Linked DNA regions of Sus scrofa: region 2 is linked to region 1. A link is a contact called in public HiChIP or PLAC-seq data. All regions are on one chromosome and are shown on one strand. The core of a region is the stretch at or near the end of the contact, and the rest is flanking DNA. Distances in the headings are between cores, read along the strand shown.

Region 1 (4,381 bases), core at 511-3,010:
ACATAACAAATATACTATAAATCTGTAGTTAAAATATGTAGGATGTAAAAGCAGTGCTTTCATAGTTTACCTTTTTAATAATATTTTTAAAAGTCTGTCACTTAGGGCAACTACCCTTCTACAAATTCCTTATAAAGTGTCAAGTTTTCTGAAAGTACTTAATGGCATTTGGACTAAATGTACATTTCAAAACATTCACATAGTGAGTTAATGCATTTGCAGCAGACTTCTGAATGAGATTATATATTGCTCATGCTGCAAATGAACAACACAAAGGAGTGAGGAATTAGGACCTATTAAGCACCAAGGGAACTCTTAAAGCTTTTCTCTGCTTCCTTCTCTCTCTCTCAAGAGAAAATCATTCCACTCGGTACCATCCTAATCAAACAATATGAAAATGTTTCACGTTAAGGCTGAGAATTATAGAATTATGTACGAATGGAAAAAAAGTCAAATCTGACTTCCTTATTTTATAGATGAGAAAGCTGAAGCCTGTTCATCATCAATTCAGACTGTTTCAAAACAACATTCATGCCCTTGAGTTATTTACTCGAGTTTTATCATTTATTTCCATGCTATTCAATTGACCACAGTTCAAAATACCAGTGTTCTCACGATGGCTTGTGTTTGGATATGATTCTTTCTACATGTGTCCTTCTAAAGAACTGTCTGGGTCTTGTAGGGAATTTTCTTTTGTGGTATCAAAGTCAGGAGTTTGTGGTATTCCTCTGAATATTTTTTAAGAGAACACTATCATGTAACACCTGGGAGCAGAGAGAAATCTTACAGTATATATTTTACAGATATTTTCTTTTTGGATTTGTTTTTTTCTTCAAAGACAAAAGCCACTATAAATGTTTCACATAAAACACATTGTTAATTAGTAAATTGTCAAAGATTGCTAGATTCCATCCCTGTATGGGTATATCTAAATATTTCTCTCAACAGCTAATAATTCATTTATTTTCCAATCAAACTTACTCAACTACGATTCTGAAGTACACTGCTTAAAAATTTGATATTCATGAAAATGAGTTTTTCAATAAAAATGTGGCAGTATTCACGGAGGTCCCAATCAATATTGTTAGGGTACTTACCAGAAACTGTCTTTACATACTTCTATATAAAGTTGTATTTAAAATTCAAATTATTTCTAGTCTAGAACAATATATTTTAAATTATTTTTCATTGCAGTCTCTGCTCTTTAATTAAATGTACTACTGGACAGGAGGAGTTGGGGATCCTGCATTGTTGGTAGGTGGTAAGAGGCTGAAATGTGCTGAAGCAAGAAATTCTCACGTAGATATTACCAATGACGTCGGTTTATTAGCATTCGGTTATTAAAGTAAAAAGAAAAAAGAAGTAGACTAGAAGGGCAGAAAGAGATTCTCCTCATCTCCCTCCCCACCCACCCTCCTTGTTTTGAATGCTTTCTGGGAGTAGCAGTTTCCTGCAAGTGCCAGGAATCTGGTCTCCGAGAAGTGCGGAGCAATGCAGCGCCAGGGCGCTCCCAGCTGGGGACTGCTGGCTGCTTGGGACCTGCAAACACCTGGCGTGGTTCTTGAGGGCCCTAGAGAATTCAGTCTCATTGGCTCTAGGGTTGCGGCAGAAGGCTCTGAGTCGTCAAAGGGGTTTCCTGTGTGTCAGCAACTTCATTTTGCCTAGATAGCTGGCGGAACAGCCCAGGAGCGCTCGCGGGCCAATCGCTCCCTAGCAGTCAACCCTTACCCTGACCGAGCGCACCCCACGCCCTCGCCCTCGCCCTCGCCACCGACTCGAGTAGTGGCGAAAGGGCAGAAGCTGAGCACGCCGGACGGTGAACAGTGGCTCCCCAGAAGACGCCTCTGGCTGCGGGAAAACGCCAGGAAGAGCGCTGGCGGGCAGCGGGCGGGCTCGGCGGAGGCACGCCCCTCGCCTCCCCGCGGAGCGCGGTCTCGCTCGGGTGGCCAAACTCCGCCCATCCTTGCGGGGAGCCGGTTCGCCCTCCAGCCGCCAGCACTCGGGACAGAGCGAGGCTCTAGAAGGGCCTGCGAGCTCACACAGACGGCGAACCGGAGACGATACAGAAGCGCACGAGTCTGCGGCCACGAGCGCTCCAAATGGCTCCCAGAGGCTGAGCGCAGAGAGGCACGGAGGCAGTGGCACGGGCCCCAGAGCCGAAGTACTGGCATGCAAGGTAGGGAGAAGGAAGATGCCCAAACGAAGTTGATATCTGGGGGAAGGAGGCTGGGGCGCGCCCTCCCCGCACCGGAGCGCAGCGCAACCAGTTTCGCCGGACCTCGCTGAGCCCCCGGCGCGCTCTCCGGCGCGAACCTGCGGCCCCTCGGGAAAGCTCAGAGGGAAAGTTGTTGGCGGCGGTGTCCTACGCTCCCTGTTGTGTAACCTCGACGCTGCCAGCCGGACGGGGAAGTTGCTGGTTCTTCGGCCAGTCCAGTTCGGTCATAGATCGGGACGGATTCATGGCCCGCGAAGAACGCGGGGCCGGAACCGGCGTGGGCGAGCCCCCGCGCGCCCTCTCCTGCAGGGATCCCGGGCGCCTGCTCTTGTCCGCTCTCCCGCCTTTCCGATGCTCTCTGCGCCCCTCGCAGCCGCCGCCCTCTCGCCGCCGCTTGCCGCTTGGAGCTGCCGCCTAAGTCGGGAAGGACAGAATGACCGAGGTGCTGTGGCAGGCGGTCCCCAACGGGACGGACGCTGCCTTCCTGGCCGGCCTGGGCCCGCCCTGGGGGAACAGCACAGCTGCCTCCACCGCCGCCGTCCCGTTCAAATGCGCGCTTACCAAGACAGGCTTCCAATTCTACTATCTGCCGGCTGTCTACATCTTGGTATTCATTATCGGCTTCCTGGGCAACAGCGTGGCCATCTGGATGTTTGTCTTCCACATGAAGCCCTGGAGCGGCATCTCCGTGTACATGTTCAACTTGGCCCTCGCTGACTTTTTGTACGTCCTGACTCTGCCGGCTCTCATCTTCTACTACTTCAATAAGACCGACTGGATCTTCGGGGATGCCATGTGCAAGCTACAACGATTCATCTTCCACGTGAACCTCTATGGCAGCATCTTGTTCCTGACTTGCATCAGTGCGCACCGGTACAGCGGTGTGGTGTACCCTCTCAAGTCCCTGGGCAGGCTCAAGAAGAAGAATGCGGTCTACATCAGCGTGCTGGTGTGGCTCATCGTCGTGGTGGCGATCTCCCCCATCCTCTTCTACTCGGGCACTGGGATCCGAAAAAACAAAACCATCACCTGCTATGACACCACCTCAGATGAGTACCTGCGAAGTTATTTCATCTACAGCATGTGCACGACCGTGGCCATGTTCTGTGTCCCCTTGGTGCTGATTTTGGGCTGTTACGGATTAATTGTGAGAGCTTTGATTTATAAAGACCTGGACAACTCACCTCTGAGGAGGAAATCCATTTACCTAGTGATTATTGTACTGACTGTTTTTGCCGTGTCTTACATCCCTTTCCACGTGATGAAAACAATGAATTTGAGGGCCCGGCTGGATTTTCAGACCCCAGAAATGTGTGTTTTCAATGACAGGGTTTATGCCACTTATCAGGTGACAAGAGGTCTAGCAAGTCTCAATAGCTGTGTGGACCCCATTCTCTATTTCTTGGCAGGAGATACTTTCAGAAGGAGACTCTCCCGAGCCACCAGGAAAGCTTCCAGAAGAAGTGAGGCAAATCTGCAGTCCAAGAGTGAAGACATGACCCTCAATATTCTATCGGAATTCAAGCAGAATGGAGATACAAGCTTGTGAAGATGCCAAACATTTTATAACATGGTAGGATGCTTAACAGAGCCAAATGCTTGTTTCCGTTTTAAATTTCTAGTATGTTTAGAGAAAATTAAAACCAAGAATGTAGTGAGTTAAAAAAAAAAAAAATACAAGTGGAGATGCCTACACCCACAGTTGGCTTGCTTGGGTTTGCTTTCAAGGACTTCCTTTCTAACCAGAAGTATGTAAAATAAAATGATACTATCCTACTTAAATATTTACTTTCTCTTCTGCCTTTAATATTTTCAAGCTCTTCTGTTCAAAGTGTACATGAGTGCTGGAGCTATCTGGATATTAATAGTTTCTCCAAGAAAACTGACCACCTGAAACTTAAATTTGTGATTTGTCTGGCCTTTATTGTTTTTAATAATCCGAGGTAAGAACAAATTGAAACTTCACATCCTCAAATTAGAGAAGTACAGCCAAATCCTAAACTTAGTTCATTCAATAGCAGATGAACAAGAGTGCAGCTGGGAGTCTTTTTTCATCCTATAAGCAAAGGTGGTAGCTGGCTGAGTTTCTTTGAAGAACTGAATAGAAAAGTCAAGTCAATGAATTTAAAAGTCTAAAAAGTGATTATCTCCCTGTTTTTTTTTTTG
Region 2 (4,381 bases), core at 987-3,486, 320 kb after region 1:
GGTCCCTTGGCCAAGAATTCACGCTGCCGCCCATCACACTGCAAGCTAAGGCTAGGAGGTTAATTCGAAAACATGGCCCTGAGTCACCGCAGGACTGAGGGAACTGAAACCAAACGTTAGCACACCTCCTGGTTTGTCCCTCCGAAGGGATGGTTAAACCAGTGGGAAGTGGCATCGAATAAAAAAGGCACGATACAGAGACAGGTTGACGCAGCTCGGTCCCTCCCACTCTTATCCCTGGGGCTCACGCTAACAGCATTCAATCTTTTGACAGGTCTTGACATCTCTCCTCCGCGAGGAAGGAGAGAGACTTGGAGCAAGTCGAGGCATCTCCCTGGTACCTCCCGTGATTGTGAGCCCAGCCCAGTCTAGCGAACTCCCGCCCCAAAGCAAAGACGTTTTCTAAAGGCAAGCCCGGGCATTCCCCCACCCGAGTGAGATGAATTCATAGTGGCCCATTTCCACATCCTAGCCCCTCCCCCACCCTGCTAAAACAAACAAACAAACAGAAAAACCACCAAACTTGGAAACTTTGCTGTTTCTTGAAGACCAAGAACTGTAGCCAGCTCCCTTCAACCGACTGTCGTGACTGGGCACCAAGAAGTTAGATTCTCTCCAATACACCAACAAAGGACTATATTTAGCTCTGAGATCTCCGCCTAAATTCCTTATTTTTTTCACTCTTAGCTTCAAAACGACTAGGATGGGGAAGTGGGAGGAAGGGGGCGGGGAGCAGCAGAGAAAGAACAGCTGTGCCTCCGCCTCTCAACTCAATCTCTATAAATAACCAATCACGAGCGGAGTCTACTTTTTAGCCAATGAAGCAGCCCAAACTGATAAGATCTTGGCAGTAGCCAATGGGAGAGCATTTGAGGGTGTGAGATTTGCGCCCCGGGACCAATGGGTCCAGAGTCTGGGAGAGGTAATTTGAGCTAGAGTGTGGGTGTGTGGTGCACAAGCTTCCTACTTCCAAGCCCCCAAACCTGCTCTGTGCACTGAGCATGCCCTGACTAGCTGCGGGCGCCACCGCCGCTTTGGATAGGACTGTAATCCGCTCTCCAGATTTTGGCCCCAGCTGACTGGGGCGGGGGAGGGGGCGAGTGGGGGGGCGGGGTGGCCCGCGGAACCCTAGCCCGAAGACAGCTCTGGTTAGTAGAGGCAGCCCTTTCCCTAGTCGCAACAGGGTTTCAGACCCAGCATTCCCGTTTTCTTTGTCCCAGAGATGAAAGTGCGGGAGAGTAGGCCAGAGAAGGTCGGGTAGAAAGAGCTGCGCCTTGGGTAGGGGAAGATGGTCTTCCCGCCAAACACCCAAACGTCCTTTGGGTCTCAATCCCGGGAGACACACCCTCCGGGGGTCTGGGAAGTGGGATCTACGGGCTCTGAATGATGCGAGGCAAGAGCCCAATCCTCCCTATTCCCAGGGAGGAGTGAGGGGGTGGCTGCCGCACCCACTCGCTTCTCGAAGAGCCTGAGCCCCTATGTATGAACCCAGAGCGGCGAAAGAAGGCTGCCTCCAACCTCCCACTGGAGCTCTCCCAGCCCGCCACAAACACCTACACATCCCGGCACATTTGTCCTCTTGCTGGGAGACCAGAGCCTCCGGCGAATCCGCTAGTCCCGACTCAAATCGCGAGCCCCACCCACAACCCCGCCTCCGCCCGGCTCCCTGGAAAACCAGGAGCAGCGGATCCGGCGGGAGCGGCCGGCGGCGGCGCACTGGGCATGCTCGTCCGGGCGGGGAGGGCCGGGCTGCGCGCGGCGAGTAGGAAGCCCTCGCCCCGCGGAGGCTGAGGAAGAGAGCTCCATGGGCCGCGGCGGTGGGCGCACGCTCTGCGGGGACTCATGCCACGCGCGTCCCGGCCCGACGCGCAATTAGCTGCCGCCTCCGCAGCCCGCTACCTCCGCCGCCTCCTCGCCCTTCTGGGCTGCCGCGACGAGAAGCTGCAGCCTTCGCTTTGCACAGGCTGCCGGCATTGTCCTCCGGTTCCGCCGCCCAGGCTGCCGCTGCCGCTGCCGCCGCGGGCTGCTGCGGGGCCCCGGACCTGCGCCCCAGGGACGCGCTGCCGCTGCCGGCCGGCCCGGCGCCCGGCCCCCGCTCGGTGATTTCCGCGCTCTGCGCTCCTCGGCCATTTCGCTCCTGAGTTTTTCCTGCGGAGCTGAGGAAGGGTAGAAGTCCAGCCGCCAAGCCCAGCCTTACTACGGCGCGCAGCCCCGACGGGCGAGCGCCGACGGAGCCATGAGAGAGTACAAAGTGGTGGTGCTAGGCTCGGGCGGCGTGGGCAAGTCCGCGCTCACCGTGCAGTTCGTGACCGGCTCCTTCATCGAGAAGTACGACCCCACCATCGAGGACTTCTACCGCAAGGAGATCGAGGTGGACTCGTCGCCGTCCGTGCTGGAGATCCTGGACACGGCCGGCACGGAGCAGTTCGCGTCCATGCGGGACCTGTACATCAAGAACGGCCAGGGTTTCATCCTCGTCTACAGCCTCGTTAACCAGCAGAGCTTCCAGGACATCAAGCCTATGCGGGACCAGATCATCCGCGTAAAGCGGTACGAGAGAGTGCCCATGATCCTGGTGGGCAACAAGGTGGACTTGGAGGGCGAGCGCGAGGTCTCTTACGGCGAGGGCAAGGCCCTGGCCGAGGAGTGGAGCTGCCCCTTCATGGAGACATCGGCCAAAAACAAAGCCTCGGTGGACGAGCTGTTTGCCGAGATCGTGCGGCAGATGAACTACGCGGCGCAGCCCAACGGAGACGAGGGCTGCTGCTCGGCCTGCGTGATCCTCTGAGGCGCCCGCGGCTGCCGCGCGCCGGCCGAGCTCTGCGCACAAAAGCCAAACGCACCCGACTCTAAATGTGATTTCTCTTCTTGCTTTGAGATTGGAGACGACTTTGCATCGGCCGGGGTGTCCCGGGAGCCCGGCTGGCCCCCGTGGCCATGTCCCCTGCCTCTGCCCCGTGTCCGAGGGGGTGTGCCGTTCTGACCATCCGAGACCCGATGGAAATGTGGCTCTTTGCGGCATGTACGTTTCTCATTGATTTTGGTTGACGCGTTATTTCCCCATTGACGCAGCCGTTGGGGCGCTGTATTGGCAGCTTGACACCGGCAAGCGAAAGTTTCAGCCTGGAGAAAAAAAAAAAAAAAAAAATGGGGTGGGGGAGGAAGAGGACGGGGAGAAGGTTGGAAAGGGGGAGTTTTTTGTTTTTGTTTTTCTGTCCAAAACCGTTTTTCTCGTTCCAAGTTTTAAATACTCGGAAGGAAGTCCGGGAGAACCAAATGAAGGAGCAGGAGGAGAGGAAAAAACTTTTGTTTTTTTTCCTCGTTTTCCAGGAGTAGCTGGAAATTAAGATCGGGTTCCTTTTCTGCCAGCTTGGAAGGGCAACCCCGTGACTGATTATGATTCTGAGGATGTCTATGCAAAGTTGGATTCTTGTTACAGTGTATCCAATCTGAAGTATTGCACATCTGAACTGGGACTGTTAACACTGATGCCAATACAGTGTGGGGTGCCAGAATGTGTCTGCTGATATTTGTGGAAAAAAAAAATCTATTTTTGTTTACCTACTGTATCAAAGGGGAGTCTGGGGGAGAACGGTAGTATTTTTTTTTATCAGCTGTGAAAAAAAATGTTACAGATCTGCACATTTTTGTGTGTACTGTTGTGTGTGTGTGTGTTTTTAGATTTAGCTTTTTGTTCTTATTGGTTGGCAGTAACAGGTTTTGATGACTAGCTCTTTAAAACACAGTACAAAGACTTCACAAATGTGATTCAGGGCCCCCAGCACCCCTGTGTCTGCAGAGTGCCTTCAAAACTCAGCTGTTCCAGCCGGTGCCAACCTGTGAATTTCCCACCAGATCCCCTCAAACCACTTCCCCATTTCCTTTCAGTAATCTTCCTGAAGGAATCAGGACAATAGGGCCTGTTGTTCGGTGAATTTCTTTATTATTTCCAGCTTTTAAGATGTAATTCACTTATTTTGCAATGGGTTTCTTTTTTCTTTTTTTCTTTCTTTCTTTTTTTTTTTTTTTTTTTTTGCTTCATTTTGTTCCAGTGTTCAGGTATTTAGCTCCCCTTTTGTATCATTTTTTAAAATTTTTGGTTTTCTGTTATAGGGTGTTCCTCCAGAAGCAAAGAGCAGAATTTTGCTGTTGTGATGTACCAAGAGAATTCTAACAACTTGTAATTTTTAATTCCAGACATGTGTTTAATCATTGTCTCTTCATTTTAAGATTTTTAATACAAATGTCATTTTTAAAGAAATCCAAAAATTTGTTTGTGTTTCTGTGTTTCATATTCAGTTATTTAAACAGTACTGTGGCTGAGGTGGACAGGGGGAAGGTGCATGAAGCCCCCAAGAGTGGTTTGCCAAATTCTGAAGAG

What was found. HiChIP or PLAC-seq counts read pairs in DNA pulled down with a chosen protein or histone mark.
Region 2: an H3K27ac HiChIP or PLAC-seq map of alveolar macrophages shows a contact between it and region 1. The contact joins the promoter of RAP2B here to the promoter of P2RY1 in region 1. A contact is called at or near these places in 1 of 47 Hi-C or Micro-C datasets (heart right ventricle) and 1 of 2 datasets of contacts at active chromatin or transcription factors (alveolar macrophages).

The regions. Positions count from the first base shown.
Region 1 is chr13:92,989,390-92,993,770 of Sscrofa11.1, forward strand. It overlaps P2RY1 (P2Y purinoceptor 1), which reads left to right and starts at 1,761. Exons shown (of 2, transcript XM_005669935.3): 1 at 1,761-3,788. The coding sequence starts at 2,649. The coding sequence ends at 3,764.
Region 2 is chr13:93,305,876-93,310,256 of Sscrofa11.1, forward strand. It overlaps RAP2B (RAP2B, member of RAS oncogene family), which reads left to right and starts at 2,237. Exons shown (of 1, transcript NM_001123185.1): 1 at 2,237-2,788. The coding sequence starts at 2,237. The coding sequence ends at 2,788.